Regions from separate parts of the Anas platyrhynchos genome. Here region 2 is linked to region 1. A link is a contact called in public Hi-C data. All regions are on one chromosome and are shown on one strand. The core of a region is the stretch at or near the end of the contact, and the rest is flanking DNA. Distances in the headings are between cores, read along the strand shown. Region 1 holds the start of LOC101789646 (left-right determination factor 2). Region 2 overlaps ATF3 (activating transcription factor 3).

Region 1 (6,173 bases), core at 2,140-4,639:
TTCGTATATCTCTGTCTGATGTTACAGGGAATTAATTCTCTGGTTTTAATGTTTCTTAGCCTTACCCAAAAGGTACACTAACAATGGGCAAGTGCCTTAGCTGGCCTGAATTGCTTTTTCAGCCCTAAAAGTTGCGTTTCCAAGTGAGAATTGAGATGCTGTGTGATGGCGTGATGAAAGCCTGCAGTGTAACAGTACGTGTTGCATCTCTTCTGCAGATAAAGAGGCAGCGTCACTTCCCAAAAACACTAGCACGGTGCTCTTCCACAAGTACGAATTCGTCTATTTTGGAGGTAGGGAGAAGAAAGAAAAGACTTCCCAATTACCATATTGTGTTCTTCATACTGTCAAGTGACCCATCACACTGTGGTAAAGCATGTGAGGTTGGTTAAACCCCTCTGCATTATATAAGCTGGTGGTCACAGAGAACAAGGCACATTAGACACATGACTAAGCAGGCTGCAACATGCAGAAATATGTCAACTTTGCCCTGGGAGACTTAAGCAAAAAAAAAATAATAAAATAAAATCACATAAACACAACCAGACTCTTCCACCACTCTGATTACAATTTTTGGTGGCAATTTTACATCAGATTTTCCCTGCCTGCCCTCTCCTAACTCCAGCTGTGGCACTTTCCCCACACCTAGTGCCAAGGGCAGGAAAGCATGACCGAGACTGCTGCCCTGGCTCTTTCCAGCAGTCACAGAGGCCCTGTCCCCAACCCCAACTTCATTTTATGCACGTTAACACAAATCTGGGGAGGTAACATGTCCTTAGGCTACACCACTTGCATTCAGTCACAGAAAACTGGGAAGGGAGCACATTCTCCATCTCATGATCAGAAAGCAATACTCGTGCTCCCTGCATCTCGCTTTTGTCACGCAAATATCTCTTATCTCAATTCCAACTCAGAGATTCTGGGGACATGGCCTAAATTAGCACTGACTGATGGCTTATCTGTGGAATTTAAATGAACTATATAATTTTCCATTCAAGTCCATACAGCTACATTGCAACAACATATCTACTCAACTGATTTGCAACCTAATGAATCTCTTAAGTCAGGTTCTGCGCTATAGTGGCTAACAAACTAATAAAGGTAGGCACAGTCCAAACACACTGAACACACACTGCCCGTGTACAGTGATTCACTTTCGTAAACCCTTTCTGACCTTTTACCTGATTACTTCCTCAAACACAGCACAGATGAATATATATAAAAAGCATACAGAAATTAGGAAGCAACTAATAGGGGGAATAATAATAGCTGCTTTTCTTCTTCTGTTATGCTAATCTTTACTACATGCCCTACCAAATATTTGACTAATTAATTTCCCTAACCTTTGATTAATTAATCAGATTGACTAAGGCATAGGTTGTGCCTCATTACGAAATGAGTGATAGCAGAGAATATTCGGATTTCTGAAGTATTGTACCTTTAAAGGCCTCATAAAGGGGTTATTATTTTAATATAAAAAGTATGAATATGGAATATAGCAATCTATAAATAGAATAGTTCTATATTTTTAAGCAATTGCATTTGTTTGTACAACTATCTTTCTGCCACTTAGAACATAAAGCTGGGCACAAGCAACCCTGAGTAAAACCATTAAATTTTGTCAACAAACAACATTTACATTTACAATCAGGGAAGATAAAGCTAACATGCTACAGCATTTCACCACAGACATTTACACCATAATGTGTGACAAATTGCAGGAATAAAAATAAACCCAAAATAGACCCAAACCCTCTCAAACAATATTTTCCCCATTTCACCTTTTGAAACAATTGCTAAACATCAGCCCTCCTTGGTCTCAGAAAATGTAAGGTAGCATGCCTCAGGAGGAAAACATGCTTTAAACACTTTGCAAGGCTTTGGCAGGACGATCAAAGCAGCACCATTACAATCCAGCCCACGATCAGCAGAGTTGAGATGGAAGAGAAAGACCAGAGCTGTTACAGCTTCTACCAGGACATCATGCATTTAAATAAACTTATGATAAATCTGAGAAGCAAAAGGCTAAATGTATTATTAAGTGACACCATCTTGCATATACTTTACAGTGAAAATTTGTGCGTTTTTTTCCCCCCCATAAGATAGAAGACTTTGTAAAATGGTGCTTCGATGCATTTTTTCCCCCTAAATCAGATATTAGGAAAAATGTTTTTACCATGAGGGCAGTCAAACGCTGGAACAGGCTTCCTAGAGAGGTGGCTGGTGTCTCACGCCTGTCAGTGTCCTGGAAGCATTACAGAATCACAGAATTTCTAGGTTGGAAGAGACCTCAAGATCATCGAGTCCAGCCTCTGACCTAACACTCAGACAGTGCCCTCATTTATGTGCTTTAACTTTTGGTAAGCCCTGGTGCAGTCAGGCAGTTGTATTCAATGGTCTTTGTAGGTCCCTTCTAACTGAATTATTCTGTTCTATATGAATAATTTCTTAGTAGAGTGCAGGGACTGTATCATCAGTATGCTAAAACCAAGGAGCAATGGTTTCTTGCAGTGTCACAGAGCTGACTGGTCACTGCCAGGCTGTGCTACGAGTGCGTAACCGGGAGAGACAGTGAAGCTTACTGCGCACTAGCAAATCTCCAGGGAGTGGCAGAATTGTGAAAAAGTCTGACTACTAAAAGGTGAAGTCACCAGAGTGATGTTTTGCAATTATCGGTGATGCTCACCTTCAGCCACGCAGCAGGATGCCTGCTTTGCAGCCCTGCTAGGGGTCACTGCTCAGCCACGCAACATCTGTCTCCCTTTGCCCATGTGAACGTGGGACACTTTGCCTGAAGCGCTGACGCTGGAGACAACGCACCAGGTCAGAATGAGTCACCCAATGAACTCTTAGCCGAAATCACAGATCTATATTACAGAAGATACTACAAGCCCCACAGGGAATCAAATCTTCTTACCCTTGGCACCATATCAGAGTAACAAAAAGCTCCTGTCCCAAACAACTTACCATCTCGATTGCTGACAAGATGCCACAGGGGGAGAAAACACAGGAACAAGATGCAGATGGATAAGCATAAAAATAGCCTGAAGAAAAGCAGAAGTCCCAGCTTCTGCTTTTCCTAAGCATTTATTTATGCCCTTTAGCAGCATGGCACCTATGCAGATGACTGAAAGATACCATAGTCACCCTTGAAGAGAAAAATTCTTCCTCCCTGCACTTGGGACTCTATTTCCTCATTGCTTTATCAGCAAAAGATTAGCACAGCTCAAGGAGCTCAGGCACTCAAAAGCTGATGCAAACTGAAAGACATTTGGCAGTTTCTTGAATGCTGCAACAGGCAGACACCCACAGGTACAGATGCAACCCGGTGAAATCCTCAGGTCCGCAGTAAGGCTTAATCAGGCTATCAGACACAGCTGTACCAGTCACATGCTGGGGATTTCCCAGCTGCTGAGTCTATCTCCCCGAGCACACGTAGTTAGAAACAATTCACTCACTATGTAATCAGCAACCATGTGACAATTTCATTTTCTCTATCAAAACATCCAAACAAGTCCGGATTCAGAAAAACTGTGGCTCCATCACTGGGACTCTTAGTACTCTTCTGCACTGGTCATGTCAAGTAAAATACTGCTGCTACAGTAGGACTGTACTTGTTTTTGCACAAAGTCCTTCTGTGATCTTTATTCTGGAAGGAACTTGATGTTCTTATGCATTCATGAGATCTAAAGATTTCTTTAGCAACATGATCTCGACCAAATAATTCCAACCACAGGTCAAACGTGTGACACTCAGTCATCACTGGGTTTTGAGTCTCTGTCACTGGAAAATAATAGGTGAAATTTATGTAGTAAGATGTCCACTTTAAACAGAGCACAAAGTAACTAAGGGAAGAAAAACCTCTATTTAAAGTTATTTGTACATTCTAGTTTCTTTTGGTTACTGTTCCTCTCCTTCCTCAGTTACAAGACAGACTGTAAGCCTGTGAGGGAATAGGTGCAGTTGAATTCTGTCAGGTCTTTCTCTCCCTCTCTACTCATCATCTATCAGTATTTCAGTTCTCTACATAATAAAACTTATGGAAAGAAATAATTCTTTACTTCTGGTTCCTTCTTTAGCCTGGGGCAGGTCTAAGTGGGAATATTACTAAAACAAAATTAATAATAATAATAAAAAGGTTTTATTACAACATATATGTATTAAGGAAACACTGGTTTTGCTGGTCATATCTGCTGCAGATAGGAGAGCCTTCAGCTGCAATAATTTTATTTCAGGAATGCAAGAGGAAGTCCGAGGGTAAAATTTCACTGAGGGCCCTACCCTTGGAAGGCATCTGATTTAAAATAAGGAAGCAAGGACATATGCTCTAATCACAATTTTTGTTTATCACCTCCGGCTGGCTACTGCTTCTGAGTGCTGAACAAATTTGAGTGCTCACTGCAAAACATGCAGCGTGCTCGACTCCTGGAGAGTAATCTTTAGTAACACCAACGTCTATAGCTAGATGGTATAGTTCCATCAACACTCATATCATCCCATCTTTTACCACACCCTATTCTAAAATAAGAAACAAAATTATTCAACATTTTCAAATAAAAATGTGATACATCTTCCAAATATGCAGGAGTCTCAGTTGCAGAGGCAAAATGCATAAAATTAAGAAAGAGGAAGACCTGCTTCAAAAAAAAAAAAAAAATCAGAAAACTGAGATTTAGTTTTGATTTCTGCTGGTATACTAGTATGGAAGGCACACTGGTGAAAATTTTGGATAGAGAACTCAATATTGTGATATCTGAACCTCCTTTTTGCAGCACCACTTCTGGAACACATGGCATTATGCTCTGAGCAAGCATGGTCAGGTGGACAGCAGACATAAGTGCGTGACCTGGGGAGGCTTCACCAACAGGGCTTTTTATGAAAATTCAGTCCCCATGGTAATCTGACCGCTGAGAAAAACCCTAAGGGAGGATGGAGCAAGTGCTACCCCTATCTCCACTCCTCTGACGTACTACATTGCTCGCAGGGAAATGGGAAACACCGGCAGCAAACTGGTGAAGTTTTTGGTGTGGCACTGATGGGTTGGTGGTCAGCACACTGTAACGCACTGGAGGATGGGAGCACATGGACAGCCAGCAGGCATCTGAGAGGTATGGACGTCCAGTCTGAGCTGGAGACAAGCTGGAGTAGGCAGGAGAATGTTGAAGTAGCAACTCCTGAGGAAGCCGGTAAGAAAGCAAACACTGTGCGTGCTCCAACAGTCCTTGAAGACATTGAATGACTGTGGTAAGGAGTATTAAAAGATGACATTTACATGTTGAGGGTGGAAGTGGTAATAAGCCAGAGAACGTGGAATTGTCACCAGTGGAAAAGAATGATGCCATTATTATTACTCATGAACATTGTGCAATGATTCACCTGATTTAAATGCTAAAAAAAGATCTACAACAACAGAAAAAACACTGAATGGGCATAATGAGTGGGAGAGATGAGAGACACGCTCCAGCATAAAGCCATGAGTGTGGTATATGTGTTACAGTTTCAGTAACTTATAAGTGTACTATCCTCACAGAGTAATTAAAATGATGATTGAAATTGAGGTGAGAAAGTCAAGTGAGAAGTTTTTTTAGGAAGAATTCTTAGGATGTGCAACAAGTTGCAATGCCACAGTCAAGGACAGGATAATTTTGGCTACAAATGGTGTCTTGTTTCACTACTCAGTTGTGATCAGTAGTTAGTAAATGAAGAATAAAGAGAAACAGTGATAATCCATACAAATTAGGAGTCATGAAGGGCAGAAATCAATAAGGCTAAACTCGTGAGTAGAAAGACCAGAGCTGACAGGACCAATGCAGCACAAAGTATTTAGAAAATGTTATTGATACTACAATGGTTGTAGCAGTAATGTAAACCTTTGGCCAGATAGAGGTGATAAAATTTTCTAATGGTGATGCAGGAGAGGCAAAAAATTTTAGAAATATTTCTATTCTCTATTTGGAAAGATGTTCTTATGTCACATGATGATGACCAAGTATTTTCCAAGCAGGATGTTCTACAACAGGTACTAGAAATAAACACTTCAAAATCAGCCAATCCATCTACCTTACACCTGACAACTAATGCTAAGAAGGCCTTAGAACTAATCATGGTTATTTTAATAAATTAAGGCATTCTAGGGAAATTCCATTTCACTGGAAAAGTGCTAATGTTGTGCC
Region 2 (6,173 bases), core at 1,748-4,247, 68 kb after region 1:
GGTGATGCACATGGTACAGACAGCTGTGCTGGATGGACACTACTTTCCTTGTGGCTGGTAGGGAAAGCAGACTGAGAGTATTTTTAAAGTTTTGCAGTTTCCAGGAGGATGGTTTCTGGCAGAGTGCACTGGTATATAATATTGCATTCTAACCTAACACACACACACACACAAACACACAAAAAGCCTTTAGTTCCAATTAAGCTTTGTAATTTTTTTCACAACACTTGTGTGGCTTTTATCTATGACTCATCTCAGAGACTGAATTTGACAAGTCTAGTAGGTGTGACAAAGAAATGTTTCTTGCAAAATTCCTTGTAGCTAAGTTCATATTTTATGACTTGGAACCCCACCTACCATCCTTTGGGGACTGTAATTTTTCCTTGCATTTCAGGAGAGTGTTTTGTGACTGGGTGAATTGGACCCACTGGAAAGGGAACTAATTATGAAGGGATTTTGATATGGGTTTTGCCCAAGCAAAGAACTGCAGGACTGAATCGCAGGCTCATGAATCATGAAAAGTTAAAATATATATATATATATATATTTGTCTAGGATCTAATCCTACAAGCCTTAACCCTCACTCACAGACGAGGTTCCATGGCTTTTAGTAGGTCTGGTTATACAGATAGTTCTTACAGGCATAAGGCCTTGACAAAGCTTTTTGCATCCTTGTCAGGATTACTTCCTTTTGCCAGATGACTCAGAGGGAAAACTTATGATTGCAGCTACTTTTATTTTACATTTGGGTGGCAACTACAGTCAATCAAAAGTATTACTTAGAATCTAAAGCAGACGAGAGTTTTGATGTAGTGAATAACTGTTCTTATTTTTTATTAAATACTAACCTTAGATGTTTTTGAATTGGTAGAAGAGCTGTTGGACAAAACAGTTGGAGCTACGAGTGTTTAAAGTCTGATGTTTCTGTGAAATTCTCAGATTGTTTAATCCTACGAAATATATCTTTTTTCTTTTTTTTTTTTGTAAAAGAAAATATTATCCTTATTTATCACTAATATCATAATGAGTAAAGTAAATAAATACTGCAAGCAAGATAAAACTGAAAACACAAGTGTTGTGCTGTCTTTTTACTTTTATCTCTTGGTGTTTAATATTATATATTCCTAAACTTCACTAGTTGTATTTAAGACACCAATACTTAAAACACTTATCCTTCATCATCTCCACAGATGAGGTCCTGAGTATCTTGAATGATTGGGTACAGAGATTATACCTCCCAAAATTCTGTATCTTGTTCAGTGGTGTCTAGCTGCTCAATGTCACAATTTAAATGAAGCAGACAATAATAATGGAGCTTACAGTACATAATATTTTACACCAGTTATGCAGTGTTGAAATTGTGGTTTTATTCTAAAGGCTAAACTTAAAGATACCTCAGCCACAAGCTTCTTACTCTACAAGTCCAGGCTGAGTGTATCAGATATCACACCTGATCCTTATATGATCTTTATATTCTGCAACAGAACTTCTTAGTAGATTTTCCTAAGATCTGGATATATTGTAATGTCCTATATCGTGTTTAAAAGATATGTACTTCATGTATCTGAAAAGTGAATGTATTAAAAAGACAACACACCAGGTCTGATTCTGTCCTGAGAATCCATTTTCTTTCTGTATGTTGGAAGGAGCTGCCATTGACTTCAATGAGAGTTTTTTTAATGTCCTGTAGGCAGAGTTTGGAGCCTCTGCTGCAATTTCACTGGCTCAGAGGGAAAGTTTCACGGGGAGTTGGGCCAGTTGTTTGTCAGACAACAGATTTACATGAAGTGTGTTAACAGTAAACTCGCCAAATGATTTTCATTGGTATTTGACTTCTCTATGGGAGTACAAAACTGAGGTGTCATTGTGGTATCGTACACCTCGGCTTTGCCTTCAGTGCGTCAAATACCAGCAGACAAGAGTTTGCCTCCTGTACTGTTATAAAGCGTTACCACAGAGACTAGAATATGATGACAGAATTCGTGTCTCTCCGTTAGGGAATTTGTATGGTTGCTTTTAACTGTATCACTGTTGACGCAGGCGTCATGCTTATGTTGCTTGATGTTATGTACTTAGCATGCCAGATGTTAATATGGTACCACTACTATTGTCAGAAGATAATGTATTTTTATTTCTTTACATGTGCAGACACAGCTGCTTTCTACTGTGTGTATGTGTGTGTGTGCATGCGTGCTCCTGCACGCTGCTGTAAAATGATGGTACTCAAGGTAATTTGACTATGTCCACAATAGCGTGTTTAAACAGCTAGACAGGAGCAGTATGCTGCATGAGTTTTCTAAAAGTATACTTTATTCAGGAGAACCTTTAAAATGCATTAAAAGTGGTTTGTTTTCTATTCTCAAGTTTGTTTTGATACTTTAATAAAAAATAATTAATATATATTTACTCATGTGTCATTTAATTCATTCTAAGCTTCCAGTTGCAGGAGCAACTTCATCTGCTTAAAGAACATTTATATATATATATTTTTTTTTTAAAAAAAAGCAGACACATCTTGTAGGTTTTCAACAATAAACATCAAATGAAACTGGTACTGTTCACTGATTGTCAAGGTGTAAACAAAGCTTTGTTATTACAAGGTTGATCATGAATTCCAGCTAATTTCTCATTTGCGTCCTAGGGCTTAGATTAAAGCACTGGAAATTAGAACTCCAGAATCCTTCTAAACCTTGCAACCCACCAGCTGATAGTTATTTCGGCTTTTTGATTACTTAAAGGGTTTAATACTTCTGCTTTATTGATTGCTTTCTATGGTTATATGGCAAATACTAAAGCAGTACTGCACAGAAAGGGCTTTGGCTTGTTTCTGTGTGTGTGTGTTTGTGCGTGCGGGTGTGTGTGTGGAGAAGCATGAGGAAAGATGAACAAAATGTTCTATCCTGCCTTTCCAAAACTAAGTATCTACACCCAGACAGAAGTCCCTGTGTTTTGACAGCCGGTGATGTGGACGAAAACTTTTGGCTTCAGTCCTTTGCAAGCAGTCATAACTTGTAATACAGAGGTCAGATAGAAGGCCAGGAGCTCCAGGGACCAGGAAATCCACGGCACTATTGCAAAATCTAGTTAAAAATATCAGCTGGAAGGAAGATCTAGGCTACTATAAACCTGGCAATGTTGAATACTTATTCTTATCGGTATATCCATTTACAGACCGGCAGTGCCAACATGTTTATTCCCCATTTCATGCATTCTCCTATACTTGTTATCAAATTTTAGTTTTGAATACTTTATTCACTTCCAATTTTGCAAATTTGTAGATCATGTGCCTGTCTCATTTTAGAAAATCTTATCAACAAAATTAGGGTAATGAATTCCTGAACTGGTATTTTACAATATTTTCCTTAGATGATATCATTTGAAATCATCCAGTTACACAAGCGACTGGTCTTTATGACATATTGCTAATAGAATAATTAATATTCCGTGAACTAAATAATAATTTGTATCTTCTCCTTAGGTCTTGTTTTAGGCACTAAATCTGTGTGTGTACAGGTCCATGAAAACCTTAAAGCATGCTTAGTTTTACTCTGTGCACTAATAAGGTAGATATACTTTTTTCTCTCTCTTCTCTTGATGTAAATGAGTGTAACATTGGAGGTAGGCAAAACCAGGGATTCACTCTAGACATTCATTTAATGAAATGGAACGGTAACAAATTTAAATGTAAAATAACTTTTCTGCCTGGTCCCATCAAGAATCTGAAGTTATTGCTTAAGGGGGTGGCATTAAAGTCACAGCTATTATTAGTTTTGCCAAAGAAACTGGATGATATATGGGTAATGAACATAAAACTGTACAGTTGTTAGAAAAGAGTTTTAAACACTAAATCTACGTCATCTTATATATATATGTGTGTGTGTGTATATATATATATACACACATCTCCAAATCCAGAATGGCAATTGTGTCTCATCCATTTTTTTCTTCAACTGGTGAGCAGTACATACATAGGACTAGGTATTAGTCTCATTCATTCTGGCCATTGCCATGTTTCTATGTTTGCCCAGTGCCCCCAGCTGGAGACCCTGAGAATCACATGATGAAAATCATGTTCAAGAATATTAATTTACATAGAAATACTTAGTAACATTCTTCACTGGCTCATCAAGGCATCAATATCAGATTTGTTTATGAAACAGACATCATTCCTTTCTGAAGTGTAGTTAAGATGAAGAGTGACAATATTTTTAAAAAATCTTATTGCTCAAAGTTCATTTCCCTAGTGGACACTCTGAGTCACAACTGCTGACTTTAGTGATAAAAATAGTTATTTACTAATTTTCACTTCTATTAGATCTTCAGAGCCATCAGTGTAAAAAGAATATGCCAGATTCTATTCTTGATACAGCATCATTTCAGGCTGCATGGCTTTAGTAGTGCTGACAATGATGCGTGAACCAAAAAAAAAAAAAAGCTAATGATTTTCAGATTCCAAGCTAAGCATACTAGAGCTGACACACAGAAAAATAAATTATTAAACCTGTGAAAAGAGTAAATAGGAAATGGAAATAAAATGAGACTTGAAGCTGGAATCCTTTTCCCTACTTTTGAGAATTTAGCAGCTTTATATTTGCAGACCACACCAAAAAAATTGGTGCACCACTGTATCCACTTAGATTGTGGGTATGTCCACGCAGCAAATAGTGTGGTATAGCAAGACTTCTATACAAGCTGGCTTAGTACTGGGCACAGCCCAGCGATGACAGCAAGAAACTCGGCACAGGCTAATTGATGGCACTGGGAGGATGAGCCCTCCATGCAGCCAGAGGAATGGCTGCTCCTGGCATCTGAGGTAGCTCATTTACACCAGCTCGGGTATCCTTCAGCTCCTCAGGTCAGCATATGTCCCGGAACTGCCTGCTGGGTAGCTGCCTGGCTTCTCTACAAGCAGCGCCACAGGTTCAGCCCAAAGGTCCTTCCTGACCCAATTTATTTCTACAGCAGTGACCAAGAACAGGGAAGAACAAGAACAGGGCAAGTATACTTCCCCTGGGTGCTTTCCCACAGTTTGTTTTCAGCTTAGCAGTCACACAAGCTTGACATGATTCCTTCAGATAGTAACCCTTGTCAGGTCTTTCTCTCAAGTATTTGCCCAGTTTCTCATCTACAACACCAACATCTGCAGTACATTTGATGGCAAGTTCCATAGGGATGTCACTACTGATGAGAAAACTATTCTTTTTGTTTGTTTTGACCCGACTCCTTGCAGCTCCACCTGACAGCTGCTCATCCTTGAACTGGAAGGGTCAATGCTTACCCCTTCCAACTCAAACCATTCTGTGATTCTGTGACTTTATGACATCCATCCTGGCCAACTAAGGCAAAGATACCTCAGAAAAGAAGAGCATGTGTGCAATTCACTCAGTGATTTTATCCAAACAGATATTGCAGTCAAAATTCTCAATCCATTGACAATTGCTTGGTTAAGAGTTGAGATCAGAGTAAGAGAAAATAATTGGGGAAAAACTGAGTATGCAATAGTCCGCCTGCTGAATGGAGTGCAGCTAACTTTTGCTGGCTGAAATAGAGATTCTTTCTCCCCTGGCTTGGGTAAGCATCACTCTCTGAAGCCAGCATGGTGAGAACTTCTTCACTTGTTTTAATCTACTACAGCCGTCAACACTGAATCACAAAGGGCTTGTAACTCCCACATTTGTAGCAGATTCCTGTGGTTTTATCATGCATTCTTGAAGCCCCAGATCTGGGAAGCATTTTATTGGATGAGAACCTCATTCCTCATGACTTTAGGAAAAGCCTTAGAAATATTGCTTGTGTATACTAAGTTGTTCAGAAACCAAGAGAAAATAAATTGTATTCAGTGCATTAGATTGTTAGCATTTCGTGTTTAGGAACAAATATTCTGGGAATTTGGGGCTTGTTTGTTTGCTGGTGAAGGGGAGACTCTTTTAAACAGGGTTTTTGAATGTCTGGATTTGGTCATACCACATTCCTTTGCTGACAGCAGAACCATCCTCAGACCAAGGAAAGGGTGACTAGAGAAACCAGTAATGAGTGCTAATTCTGAAGGGTTACCAATACTAAGTTCAAAGAAAAAAATCCTTAGAATTAATAGCAAGAGAAAGGAGAGATTAATTTTAAGAATTACTTGTCTTTCAAATACTACCATGTCCCTCTGCATCAAGGTAAAAACA

The links. Hi-C and Micro-C count contacts between places; a contact is called where the count stands out from the background.
Region 2: a contact with region 1 is called in a Hi-C map of subcutaneous adipose tissue, with 2.8 times the contacts expected there. The contact joins the enhancer-like site here to the promoter of LOC101789646 in region 1. A contact is called at or near these places in 4 of 8 Hi-C or Micro-C datasets (F1 follicle, liver, skeletal muscle and 1 more).

The regions. Positions count from the first base shown.
Region 1 is chr3:20,299,857-20,306,029 of IASCAAS_PekinDuck_T2T, forward strand. It overlaps LOC101789646 (left-right determination factor 2), which reads right to left and starts at 3,390. Exons shown (of 6, transcript XM_013094953.5): 1 at 2,968-3,390.
Region 2 is chr3:20,368,169-20,374,341 of IASCAAS_PekinDuck_T2T, forward strand. It overlaps ATF3 (activating transcription factor 3), which reads left to right. Exons shown (of 4, transcript XM_027453696.3): 4 at 1-2,406. Among named protein-coding and RNA genes, the nearest start is that of ATF3, 10 kb to the left of the region's middle. Within about 2 kb of position 2,998, at least 1 of the 8 cell types and tissues checked has an H3K27ac peak or open chromatin away from gene starts, as enhancers often do. A contact at or near this core is called in subcutaneous adipose tissue, where this site is marked.